Regions from separate parts of the Mus musculus genome. Here region 1 is linked to region 2. A link is a contact called in public HiChIP or PLAC-seq data. All regions are on one chromosome and are shown on one strand. The core of a region is the stretch at or near the end of the contact, and the rest is flanking DNA. Distances in the headings are between cores, read along the strand shown.

The links. HiChIP or PLAC-seq counts read pairs in DNA pulled down with a chosen protein or histone mark.
Region 1: a contact with region 2 is called in an H3K27ac HiChIP or PLAC-seq map of microglia, with 6 times the contacts expected there. The contact joins the promoter of Scgb1c1 here to the promoter of Rplp2 in region 2. A contact is called at or near these places in 5 of 39 promoter capture datasets (embryonic stem cells, neural stem cells and pre-B cells), 1 of 15 datasets of contacts at CTCF or cohesin (embryonic stem cells), 1 of 484 Hi-C or Micro-C datasets (CD4 T cells), 7 of 115 datasets of contacts at active chromatin or transcription factors (T-cell acute lymphoblastic leukemia, embryonic forebrain, embryonic stem cells and 2 more) and 2 of 9 other capture datasets (embryonic stem cells and liver).

Annotation. Positions count from the first base shown.
Region 1 is chr7:140,842,863-140,848,475 of GRCm38.p6, forward strand. It overlaps Scgb1c1 (secretoglobin, family 1C, member 1), which reads left to right and starts at 2,703. Exons shown (of 3, transcript NM_001099742.1): 1 at 2,703-2,769; 2 at 3,186-3,385; 3 at 3,738-3,907. The coding sequence starts at 2,715. The coding sequence ends at 3,770. It overlaps C330022C24Rik (RIKEN cDNA C330022C24 gene), which reads right to left and starts at 2,827. Exons shown (of 4, transcript NR_045717.1): 1 at 2,521-2,827. It overlaps Odf3 (outer dense fiber of sperm tails 3), which reads left to right and starts at 5,054. Exons shown (of 7, transcript NM_027019.3): 1 at 5,054-5,075; 2 at 5,485-5,601. The coding sequence starts at 5,493.
Region 2 is chr7:141,445,198-141,451,005 of GRCm38.p6, forward strand. It overlaps Rplp2 (ribosomal protein, large P2), which reads left to right and starts at 2,454. Exons shown (of 5, transcript NM_026020.7): 1 at 2,454-2,510; 2 at 2,711-2,834; 3 at 3,529-3,577; 4 at 5,807-5,808. The coding sequence starts at 2,712. It overlaps Snora52 (small nucleolar RNA, H/ACA box 52), which reads left to right and starts at 3,606; the gene lies at 3,606-3,739. It also overlaps a transcript of Pidd1 not described here.

The sequences.
Region 1 (5,613 bases), core at 1,453-3,952, 600 kb before region 2:
TCCCAAATCTATCTGCCTTGTTTCTGACCCACTGGTGCTCGGGAGACAAACCCAACCCAGAGAGTGCCCAGATTCTCCCAGAACGAGCAAGGATGGATGGCAGGGAGCTGATGGACACCCAGCCCAGGTTCTGCCTGAACATGAATGTATAGGAACAAAAACATAGGCTGATTACCGGGACTCAAGAGACAAAGCCACTGATGTTGCAGAACGCTGTGGCAAAGACCTTGACTTAGGAAGAGGTGATCAAATGTAGCCATGGAGGGATCTGCACAACGATCCACGTGGCTGTAGATCTGTATAAAGACCGGTGCGAACATGAAGGAGTAGATGCTTTATAAAGACAGGGTAATAGGTTAGGTGATTGGTTTGCAGGGTTTTGGAGTTTGCCTGAGTTGTAGTGTTGTTGTTTCTGATGACTTCCATGTCTGTGAAATAAGGGCTGAGGTACTGAGACTAAGAGGAGACAGAGTATGACTGAACCCCCGACAGGGTGTGAGAACCTTTGCAGCAATCTTCGGAAGCTGTCAGCACCTAGGACAAGGCTGTGGCCCTGTGAGGCTGGTTAGATAGTTTCCTGGTTGTATGAATTCAGCCTGTGTTGGGGCCTTTTCAGAACACATGTGTTCTAGTTAGCTTTCTACTGCTGTTCTAAAACACAATGACAAGAATCATGTAAGTCCCTTTGGTTTACATTTCTACATCACAGTCCATCGCTGAGGCAAGTTGAAGCAAGAACTGAAGTAGAGGCCATGGAGAAATGCCTTGCTCCTCATGGCTTGCTCAACCTGCTTTCTTATACCACCCAGGACAGTTGGCTAGGGGTGGTGCTGCCCATAGAGGGCTGAGACTTCTCCCATCAATCAGTGATCAAGAGAATACCCCCACAGGCTTTCCCACAGACCAATCTGATAGAGGCAATTCTTCAACTGGGATACCCTCTTCTCAGATACGTCTAGGCTTATGTCAAGTTGACAAAGGCCAACCAGAACAAGACAGTGTCGGAGGCCGATGGTGTAGACCAAGGAGTAACTGTGATGGTGTCTGGACATGATGTGGGCCAGGAAGTGTGATCCCAGATGACTGCAGCGCTCAGGTACTCAAGGGACTAGATGGTCAGAGGGTGTATAAGATGGAATGAGAGGGACTACTGCTGAAAACATAGCCCATGACTAGAAGACAACCTTGAAGTGGCATCAGAAGACCACAGAGGGGAGAGGACAAGGGACAAGTGCTCAGGGTGTGAGGTTGCTACAGTGAGACAGGAGGAGTAAACAGACGCACACAGCATGGAGAGTCCCAAACGCCGATCCCTGGCTAACCTGCAGAGCAGTGTTGGCCAGCCTGTGCTGCTGAGCATCTAAGGAATGCAAGAGGAATACCTGCCAACTGGATCCCACAAAGGGAGGCCAAGGGGCCACTTGTTCCACATGGAACCCCAGTGGCAGACAATGTAAAGAGACAGAAGCTGGGCCAGAGAGTCTTTAAAGGAGCAGTCAGTTCTGTGACAGAATTTTGGGGGGATGAAAGGGGGGGTCTCAAAACAGGTGTCCAGGCCAAGCCCCTGGAGATGCTACTTGCAAGAGTCCGTTCTCTTTTTCCATCAGGTGAGCTCTGAAGATCAAACTCAAGTTGCCATGATTGGCCTCAAGCCCCCTGATTCACTAAGCCATCTATGTAGCCCCCAGAACCACAGGTTAAAGATGACCCGAGGTGAGCGCCACTGCACTAAGAGGCTGATCTGCTCTCCTATTGACTGTGGTGACAGACGCTGCACTGTACAATCGGTCCCACATTCATAGACTTATGCACAGAAACAGGTCCCATCACTATAGATTAGTTTCATGCTAACAAAGGTTAGAGAATATTCATTATAGGCAGGAGTCTAAGAAGGCAAGAACCCCAAACACTGGAACAGTTCTTGAAAGGGGCTAGAGCAAGGATCTGGGGGCTATGTCAGGCAGAGCATATGCAAGGCTAAGTATAATCAAAGAAAGGGTAGGGTAATGAAGGCACCATCATGCCCTGCTCAGACATGGGATAATGAGACCCACTCTGACAGGGGGTAGGAGGATTCTGCTTTGCAAAATTCTCAGGCGGATCTGCAACCAGCACCGTGTAAGAAAAACCATCAAGCCGCCAGGTGGCAGTAGAGGATAGGAGAAGGCGAGACCACAGGCAGCTGCAACTCTTCTCAGGCCACCCAACCTCACGGGACACTGCCTCCAAACGTCAGACCTCCTGGTGGTTCAGCATCCTCCACTCTGGGAGGCCCCCACCCCTCTGACCTCATGTTCCCAGGCTCCTCTCCCACCTGCAGCAGTAGGGTGGCCTCAGCCTGAGGACTAGGACAGGCAGCTCATTAAGCACAGGTGGAGGGGGGGGGGGGGGATCCCAACCACAAAGATCTAGACGCATCCCAGAAGCTGTCAGAGCACCGGGGAGGTCACACATGACCTTTGGCACTCCTCCCTGTTAACTAGCACTAAGTTTACCCAGACCAGGATGTATTCCACTTACCCCGACATGTTTGCCAACTGCCCCCTTATGATCCACTCAAGTTTGGCACTTCTTGGCACCTAATGGAGCACAGTGACATGCCTGGCCCAGTTGTCCTGCCAGGTCCTGAGAGGTATGCCCCGCCCCCGGGCAAGGTGCCACCTTCTACAGCATAAAAGCCTGGTATCCCCCAAGCAGTTCTTGTGACTGTCACCATGAAAGGGAGCAGCGCTCTTCTGCTGGTGGCCCTAAGCCTGCTCTGCGTCTGTGGTAAGTCTGGGCCTTGTTTCTAGCACTTTCGGTAGGTAAGGGGCCCCAAGAGGCTGAAATCCTGGGATCAGGTGGGCAATGCCTACCAGTGTCACAGACCCCACCCCCTAAGTGCAGGAAATCTGTTGACACCAGTTCTCTCCCAACCCACCCTGACCTAACACTAACTAACCACCGAGGCCAATGCCGCCCACCCTGGAGCAATCCGGTTTGACCTGACCCTCTGGATCCAGTTAGCCCAGGGGAAGAACTCCCCCTTCTCTTCCCTGGTGAGGTCAGGAAGTCAGGGGGGAAACCACAGCAGCTCCCACTAGTGGTGATGGGGAAGGGATCTGCAGGTTGACCTGGGAGTGCTAGAAAGACAAGGACAGGAGATCAAGTCCCTCCCTCGGCATTGTATCCCCTTTGCAACACAGGGCTGACTAGAGCAGAGGATGACAATGAGTTTTTCATGGAATTCCTGCAAACACTCCTGGTGGGGACCCCGGAAGAACTCTACGAAGGGCCCCTGGGCAAGTACAATGTCAATGACATGGCCAAGTCAGCGCTGAGCGAGCTCAAGTCCTGCATCGATGAACTACAGCCTGTGCATAAGGAGCAACTGGTCAAGCTGCTGGTAATCGGGCTGGGACTCCCATCCCCGAATGTTTGCAGTTCTTCCGAGACCCTCCTGGTGCTGGATCACCAGTCCTCCCCGATCCCCAGATCTCCATCAGCCAGCAGAGATGGAGACCTCGCAGAGAAGTTTCCAAAGTCTCTTAGAACTGCTTCCCCCACCCCAAAAGAACTACATCCCACCTAGGCAGTACATGTGCACACAGCCCCTCCCCAGGGTGCTAGGAGAGGTGGGTCACCATGCTCAGGAGTCTGTCTCCTCCACTGGTGTGCACAGCACTGTCTGCCGCTGGGACTGGGGGATCCGGTTGTTGGTTACCAGGTCTCCTGGTCCCCACACATCTCTCTTTCAGGTGCAAGTGCTAGATGCTCAAGAGGACACATAAGCAGACCCGAAACACGGCTTGACTTCCATGAGCGACAGGACCAGCCCTACAGCGACCATGGATGTGCCGCGATCACTGCTTCTTCACGAATAAATTCACCCTCGAACTGTTAAATCAATAAAGCCTACTGCAGCCCATGTGCTGGCTTCTCTCTCTCCCTGCAACACAGGGACACACAAAAAGTCCTATCAGAGGCACCCTGAGAGATAAACCAAAAGATGCAAACTCATAATGCAAGGTCACTTTCCGGAAGCAATGTGTGAGGTCGGCCTCGGGAAACCACGTGAACACAGGGAGCTATCTAGGAAGGATGGGGATAAAAGGAGCCTAACACAGAAAGGCAGGCTGGCAGGGCTTATGCATAAAAAAAATAATAATAATAAGGCAAGAGCACAGCCAACTGATGCATACGTTCTGGGAGCTTTGAAAACAACCTCTCTTCCCAAAATCACCCGAGGAAAGAGAGTCCAGCCTGAGTCAGAACCTGAAGAGCCTTACTGAGGTCAAGTAGGGAAACCCTGACTGAACACAAGGACACAGGGGGTTCTGAGGGGTGGGCTTTGCCAGCAGGGAAACTGGAAGAACAAGCTCTGGGGAGCTGTAGGGAGAAAGCAACCTCTCTGGGTATGCCCACCACAATCAACCCAGTCTCCAACCCAAGCCTGCACTCCCAAGATCCCCAGTAGGCAGAAACCCCTGCCCCCCAGTTTCCCCAAATCAGTGGCTTGTACTGGGCTAAAGCTAAGGAGAAACCTGCAACCTCACTGTGTCTACATTTGTCCCAGCCAACACAAAGAGTTAAAGAACCTGGAGAGTAAGGAGGCCCCTGGAGAGGTCGGGTTGGTCTCTGCAAGAGGAGTTCCCTGGAGAGTGTGGGAGCTCCTTGGAGACTTGGGGACTCCCTGAAGAGGTGGGAGTTCCTGGAGACTCGTGTGGTTGCTGGAGATGTGCATAGCCCCTAAAGGAGAAGTCCACGGAGAGGATGGGGGCTCCCTGGAGAGGGTTAGTTCCCCCCAAAAACAGGATCTCTGGAAAAGGTAATGTCTGAAGAGAGGCCTTGGGCCAGAGGTCATTGTCTCCATCACACACACTATGATCTAGAACTTCTTGTGGGACAAAGCCACATTCTAGAGCTCAGGGGCAGGGACCCCTCCCCAGTTCTCAAAACTGGGGGAGAAAGAGAAAGCTTCCCTTTCTCCCCATGTTCCTTTTTAGGGAGTTGCCTGGCACAGACACCAGGGGGACAGGCCACCGGTGAGGAGGCTGGGTCCTAAGCTGCTCTAAGCCCATTCCTGCACAGAGGAGGTGAGGCCTCCCGATTTGCTCCCCTCCCGCCCATGACACAGCTCAGCCAAGAAGCTCTGGACCCTTGCCAGCCAGCTCTTTGGAAAGTTGCACCCAGGGTTCTTTGACCAGCCCGAGCTCCTTCAGAGCCAAAACAGTAGTCAGTGCAGGGCCAGAGCAGCTCCTCTGGGCCTGTCCTGAAGGCATGACTCCCACCCTTATCTTGGAGCTGGGTAGGGGTGAGCTCACCACACCAGACGGGGAGCTCTCTTTGCTTGTAACTACTCGAGACTCCCATGTCTCCACGGGGCAAGGCTTGGGTCTGCAGGATGCAATATCAGCAGTACCAGGGATGGGAACATGAGGGCCAGGAATGAGATGCAACAGGGAGGGCATCCCAGCACCTGGTCACCCTCTTGTCCATGGACAGAGCCAGCCATGGCAGAGGAGGTATGGATGGGCACCTGGAGGCCCCATCGCCCCCGGGGGCCCATCATGGCCCTCTACAGCAGCCCTGGACCCAAGTACCTGATTCCACCCACCACGGGTAAGATTGCCT
Region 2 (5,808 bases), core at 1,204-3,703:
TTTTGGGTATTATTTTACAGTTAAAAAAAAAAAAATCACAGCCGGGCAGTGATGGCACACACCTTTAATCCCAGCACTTGGGAGGCAGAGGCAGGCGAATTTCTGAGTTGGAGGCCAGCCTGGTCTACAAAGTGAGTGCCAGGACAGCCAGGGCTACACAGAGAAACCCTGTCTCGAAAAACCAAAAAATAAAAATAAGTAAAATTCACGACAGTTGGTGGTGGCTAATGCCTTTAATCCTAGCACTCTGGAGGTGGAGGTAGATAGGTGGATCTCTGAGTTAGAGGCTAGCCTGGTCTATAGAACAAGTTCCAGGACAGCCAGGGATACACAGAGCAGCCCTGTTTTAAACAAACAGAAAAGTCACAACATAAAAAATCATGCCAGGGGCTGGAGAGATGGCTCAGAGGTTAAGATAGTTCTTCCAGAGGTTCAATTCCCAGCAACCACATGGTGGCTCACAAACATCTGTAATGGGATCCGATGTCCCCTTCTGCTGTGTCTGAAGAGATCAATGGTGTTAAAATAAATAAATAAACCTTAAAAAAAAAAAAATCGCCTGGCGGTGGTGGCGCACACCTTTAATCCCAGCACTTGGGAAGTAGAGGCAGGTAGATTTCTGAGTTCGAGGCCAGCCTGCTCTACAGAGTGAGTTCCAGGACTGCCAGGGCTACACAGAGAAACCCTGTCTTGTATAAAAAAAAAAAAAAAAAAAATCATGCCAGGTATGGTGTGCGTGTCTTTAATTCCAACCAGTACTATGGAAGCAGAGGCAAGTGGATTTCTGTGACAAGCCAAAGTTACATGATAGGTCAATGTCTCAAAATTAAAGAAAATAGAAGTGTGGAGAAATGGCTCAGCAGTTAAGAGCACTTGCAGAATAATTTGGTCCAGTGGCCAGCATCAGTAACGGGCATCTCACAACTGCCTGTACCTCCAATTCCAGGGGAACTGATGTCTTCTTCTGGCTCCCAAAGGCACTGCACACAATGTAGTGCACATGCAAACCAAGGTGGGACACACACATTCACATCTTTTAAACAAATCACTAGGTGTGGTTGCCCACACCTTTAATCCCGGCACATAAGAGGCAGATCCTGGGGCTGGAGAGATGGCTCAGCAGTTTAAGAGCACCGACTGCTCATTTTTTTTTTTGTTTTGTTTTGTTTTGGTTTTTTTTTTGTTTGTTTGTTTGTTTGTTTGTTTGAGACAGGGTTTCTCTGTATAGCCCTGGCTGTCCTGGAACTCACTTTGTAGACCAGGCTGGCCTTGGACTCAGAAATCCGCCTGCCTCTGCCTCCAGAGTGAGTGCTGGGATTAAAGGTGTGTGTCACCACGCCCAGCTTTTTTTTTTTTTTTTTTTTTAAAGAGGCAGATCCTGTGGATCTCAGGGAATGGAAGTGAGAAGGGGAAGAGAGGTCTCCAGAGCCTAGTGTAGAGACAGTTTTTTTGAAACAGGGTCTCTCTGTGTAGCCTTGGCTATCCTAAACCTGCCATTCCCTCCCAAGTACTGGAATTAAAGGCATGCAACACCCTCTCCCAACGAGGCAAAGGTTTACTTTTTTTCTTTTAAATATTTACCTATTTGTTTTACATGAGTGTTCTGTCTTGATACACACCAGAAGAGGGAATCAAATCCCATCACAGATGGTTGTGACATGTGGGTGCTGGGAATTGAACTCAGGACCTCTGGAAGAGCAGTCAACGTCCAAACTATTAACCCCTGAGCCATCTCTCCAGTCAAAAAGCTTTTGATCCCAACACTCTGGAGGCAGAGGCAGGCGATCTCGTGAGTTCTTGGCCAACCTGGTCTACATAGAGGTCCAGGATACCCAAGAGTATATAGAGAAACCTGTCTCAAAAGAAAAAAAAAAAAGGAGGATGTTTCTAGATATGGCCGTAATCACTAGGACCCAGAAAGCTCGCCCAACTTTTCCAAACCAGCTGAACTTGGGAGCCATCAGCCCCAGCCCAACTTAGGACCTCTGTTGCCCAAGAACAGGAAGGACCCATAGCACCACAGTTTGAACCAATAGCCGCCCACCCAGCCCACGTGCAACAAGAAAAAGCTAGAAGGGAGCACACTTCCGGTATGAAGGTCTTACAGTGAAGCGTCATGGGATTTGTAGTTCGCCTTAATAAGACCAGGGCGGGGCCTTCGCGCTGCATTTTGGGAGCTGTGGAGCCGAGTAGCATGCTGGGGACGCGAGGCGTTAAAGGGGTTTGAACGCTACGCCCGTGCCCGCATGGATTTCGGGAGACTCTCGTCCATGTTGCAGAGGCCCCTGGCACTTGAAAAATCCCTCGTTTTTGTTGTGGGGAAGACATGACAGGGAAATGTCTTCCTTCCGGTGCACCCTTTTCGTCAATGGGAGGCGTCCCCGTGCGCCGCCGTACGCGTCCCGGGGGCTTCTGGGTAGCGGTTTACCCCCGCCCACTGCGTCAGCGTCTTCCTTTCGCCGCCGGACGCCGCCGAGGTCGCACGCGTGAGGTCTGTCCCCCGCAGCCGAGTGAGTAGCCTGGCCGCCTGGGCCGCGAACAGTGGTGGGGACTGCGGGGTTGGATGACGGCCGGGAGGCGAGGGTGGCGCAGCATTCTGTGACCGGAGGCCTGGCGCCTCACGTGGCCTCACTTGCTGCTTAAAATGGAGGGGGAAGCAGAAGGCCTCTCGGATAACCTCACCACTGTACCCACTCCCTGCCCCATTTAGCATGCGCTACGTCGCCTCTTACCTGCTGGCCGCCCTCGGGGGCAACTCCTCTCCTAGCGCCAAAGACATCAAGAAAATACTAGACAGCGTGGGCATCGAAGCGGACGATGATCGGCTCAACAAGGTAGCATGCTGCTTGCTTGGACCCGCTGGATCCAAATGTCTACCAGCGGCGGTCCTTATCCTATTATGTCCGGATTTTACTTTTAAGAAAAATTGTAGATAACCTGTTGAAAAGGATGGATGGAGGAGGCCTACACCCATCTTAGTCATAGTTTTCTCTTTAGTCCTTGTGCAATCGAAGAAGTCAGTCGTGATAATCGTGCTTTTATAGAAGTTTAATACAACTCATGTTGTGTGATCTTATTTTTTGAGACAAGGCCTCACCGTGTAGCTCTGGCTAACCTGGAACTCACTGTGTAAACCAGTTTTCTAACTTTTTTTTTTTTAAACTAGCTTTGCAGTAAAGGATGTATGTGTGTAGATGCCAACAGAGGCATCTGTGTCTCCTTGGACCTATAGTGCTGGGACTCTAGGATATGTTAGAGTCCAAGTCTTTAGCAGTGGAGCTATCTCATCGCCCCTTAAGATTCTTCTAGAAAGGGTTCCCACTCCACCCACCTAGGTTGTACATAGAACCTAAACTTCACAGAACGGTAGAATTTTAGTATCTAAAACTTCCTTTGCCAAAATCATTGTTGAGAAGACCCAGCACTATCTCATAGGTAGTTCCTGGGAGTTGAGAGCAGGTCCAGTATCTCAGGAGACCTTCCCCGTGCCTTGCATTGCTGACTGCTAGCTGTGGTTGTCTACCCCAGGTCATCAGTGAGCTGAATGGAAAGAACATTGAGGATGTCATCGCTCAGGGTGAGTTCCTGGGAAGTTGGCCTGTTTGTGGTCCATCCTAATACCTGCTGGTCAGCCAGTGATCTGCCAGGCTTCGCTTGTGGACCAGAGCATCCTAGAAACACTGCCAGAGTTGTGCAAGGCCTTTTCATTTTAGGCTTGTGCCTGCAGCGCTTCAGAACACCCTCAGAAACTGGCAATGGGGTCACTTTATGGTTTCTACGAGGATGTGTGAAAACCTTTCCTTTGAGGAGGGACTGGGGATGCTAAAAATTGGTGTTCTCTCTCTTTCCTTCCTTTCTTCTTTTCTCTTTCTTTCTCTCTCGGTTTTTTGAGACAGGATTTCTCTGTGTAGCTGGCTGTCCTGGAACTGACCAGGCTGGCCTTGAACTCAAATCTCCCTGCCTCTGCCTCCCTAGTGCTGGGATTAAAGGTGTGTGCCACCAAGCCCTGCCACAGGTTCCTTCTTAACTAAGGCATACAGATTTCTGGCACCACCGGACTAGTACTTATTTGCAATCAGCCTGGGGCACCCTCATGGTAAAATGATTGTTCAATTTTTATTTATTTTTTTTTGCCTTGTTGTTTTTGTTTTTTTGAGACAGGGTTTCTCTGCCTCCCGAGTGCTGGTATCAAGGGCGTACGCCACCACGCTCGGCTGTTTGTTCAATTTTAAGATTTCTAAATAACTAAAAGTAAGAACCCATGTGGCCTGTAAACCCACTTTGTAGACCATGATGGCCTTAAATTCACAGGCTTCTGCCTCCTGGCTGCTGAAATTAAAAGTGTGCACCACCAAGCTGAGCTTGTGTGTGTTTGTTTGTTTGTTTTTGTGGTTTCTCCTTATAGCCCTGGCTGTCCTGGAACTCACTTTGTAGACCAGGCTGGCATTGAACTCAGAAATCCGCCTGCCTCTGCCTCTGTCCTGAGTGCTGGGATTAAAGGCATTTGCCACCACGCCTGGCTTGAACTTTTTTTTTTTAATTAGGTATTTTCCTCATTTACATATCAAATACTTTCCCAAAAGTCCCCCATAAACCACACACACAGACACACACACTCCTACTTTTTGGCCCTGGCATTCCCCTGTACTGAGGCATATAAAGTTTGCAAGACTAAGGGGCCTCTCTTCCCAATGATGGCCTACTAGGCCATCTTCTGCTACATATGCAGCTAGAGACACAAGCTCTGGGGGGTACTTGTTAGTTCATATTGTTGTTCCACCTATAGGGTTGCAGACCCCTTTAGCTCTTTAGGTATTTTCTCTAGCTCCTCCATTGGGGGCTCTGTGTTCCATCCAATAGCTGACTGTGAGCATCCACTTATGTGTTTGCCAGGCACCAGCATAGCCTCACAAGAAACAACTATATCAGGGTCCTTTCAGCAAAATCTTGCTGGTGTATGCAGTGGTGTCAGCATTAGGAGGCTGATTATGGGATGGATCCCCGGTGTGGCAGTCTCTAGATGGTCCATCCTTTTGTCTCAGCTCCAAACTTTGTCTCTGTAACTCCTTCCATGGGTGTTTTGTTCCCAATCCCAAAAAGGGGTAGTGTCCAGAACTTGTTTTAAAATGTACTTGGGGGCAGGGTTTATCTGAATAGCCCTGGCTGTCCTGGAACTCATTGTATAAGGTCAGGTCAGGTTGGCCTCAAACTCATAATCTACCCGCCTCTTCCTTCTAAGTGCTGGGTTATAGATGTGTCTCACCACCTCCCAGCTTATTTTGTTCCTGTGATTTTTAAAGTTTTTGAGACAGCAGTAAAGACAAGGTGTCTCTGTTTAGCCCATGCTGGCATTGAACTCGGATCCCCTACTGGGACTAAAGACATGCCTAGCTTGTCCATCTTGTTTTTTTTTTTTTTTTTTCTTTTTTCTTTGAGACTGGGTTTCTCTGAGTAGCCTTGGCTGTCCTGAAACTCTGTAGACCAGGCTGGCCTCGAACTCAAGAGATCCGCCTGCCTCTGCCTCCCAAGTGCTGGGATCAAAGGCGTGTGCCACCACGCCCAGCACATCTTGTTCTTAAGGTGGAGGTCAGAGTGGTGCTAATTCCAGTTTCTTTTCTTTAGTGTATCAGAATGTGGGGAAAGAAGTCTTCAATGGTATTAGATGTTCCTAGATGTATGCAAAGCTGCTTTGTGTTTGGAGTGAAAGCAGGTGGCAGTGGTTTTAAGTGAGCAGTCGTCCTGCTGGTGTGATAACTTCCCTCACAGGGTCTGGGTTCTGGTCTCATGTTCTTTCTATTTTGTGTAGGT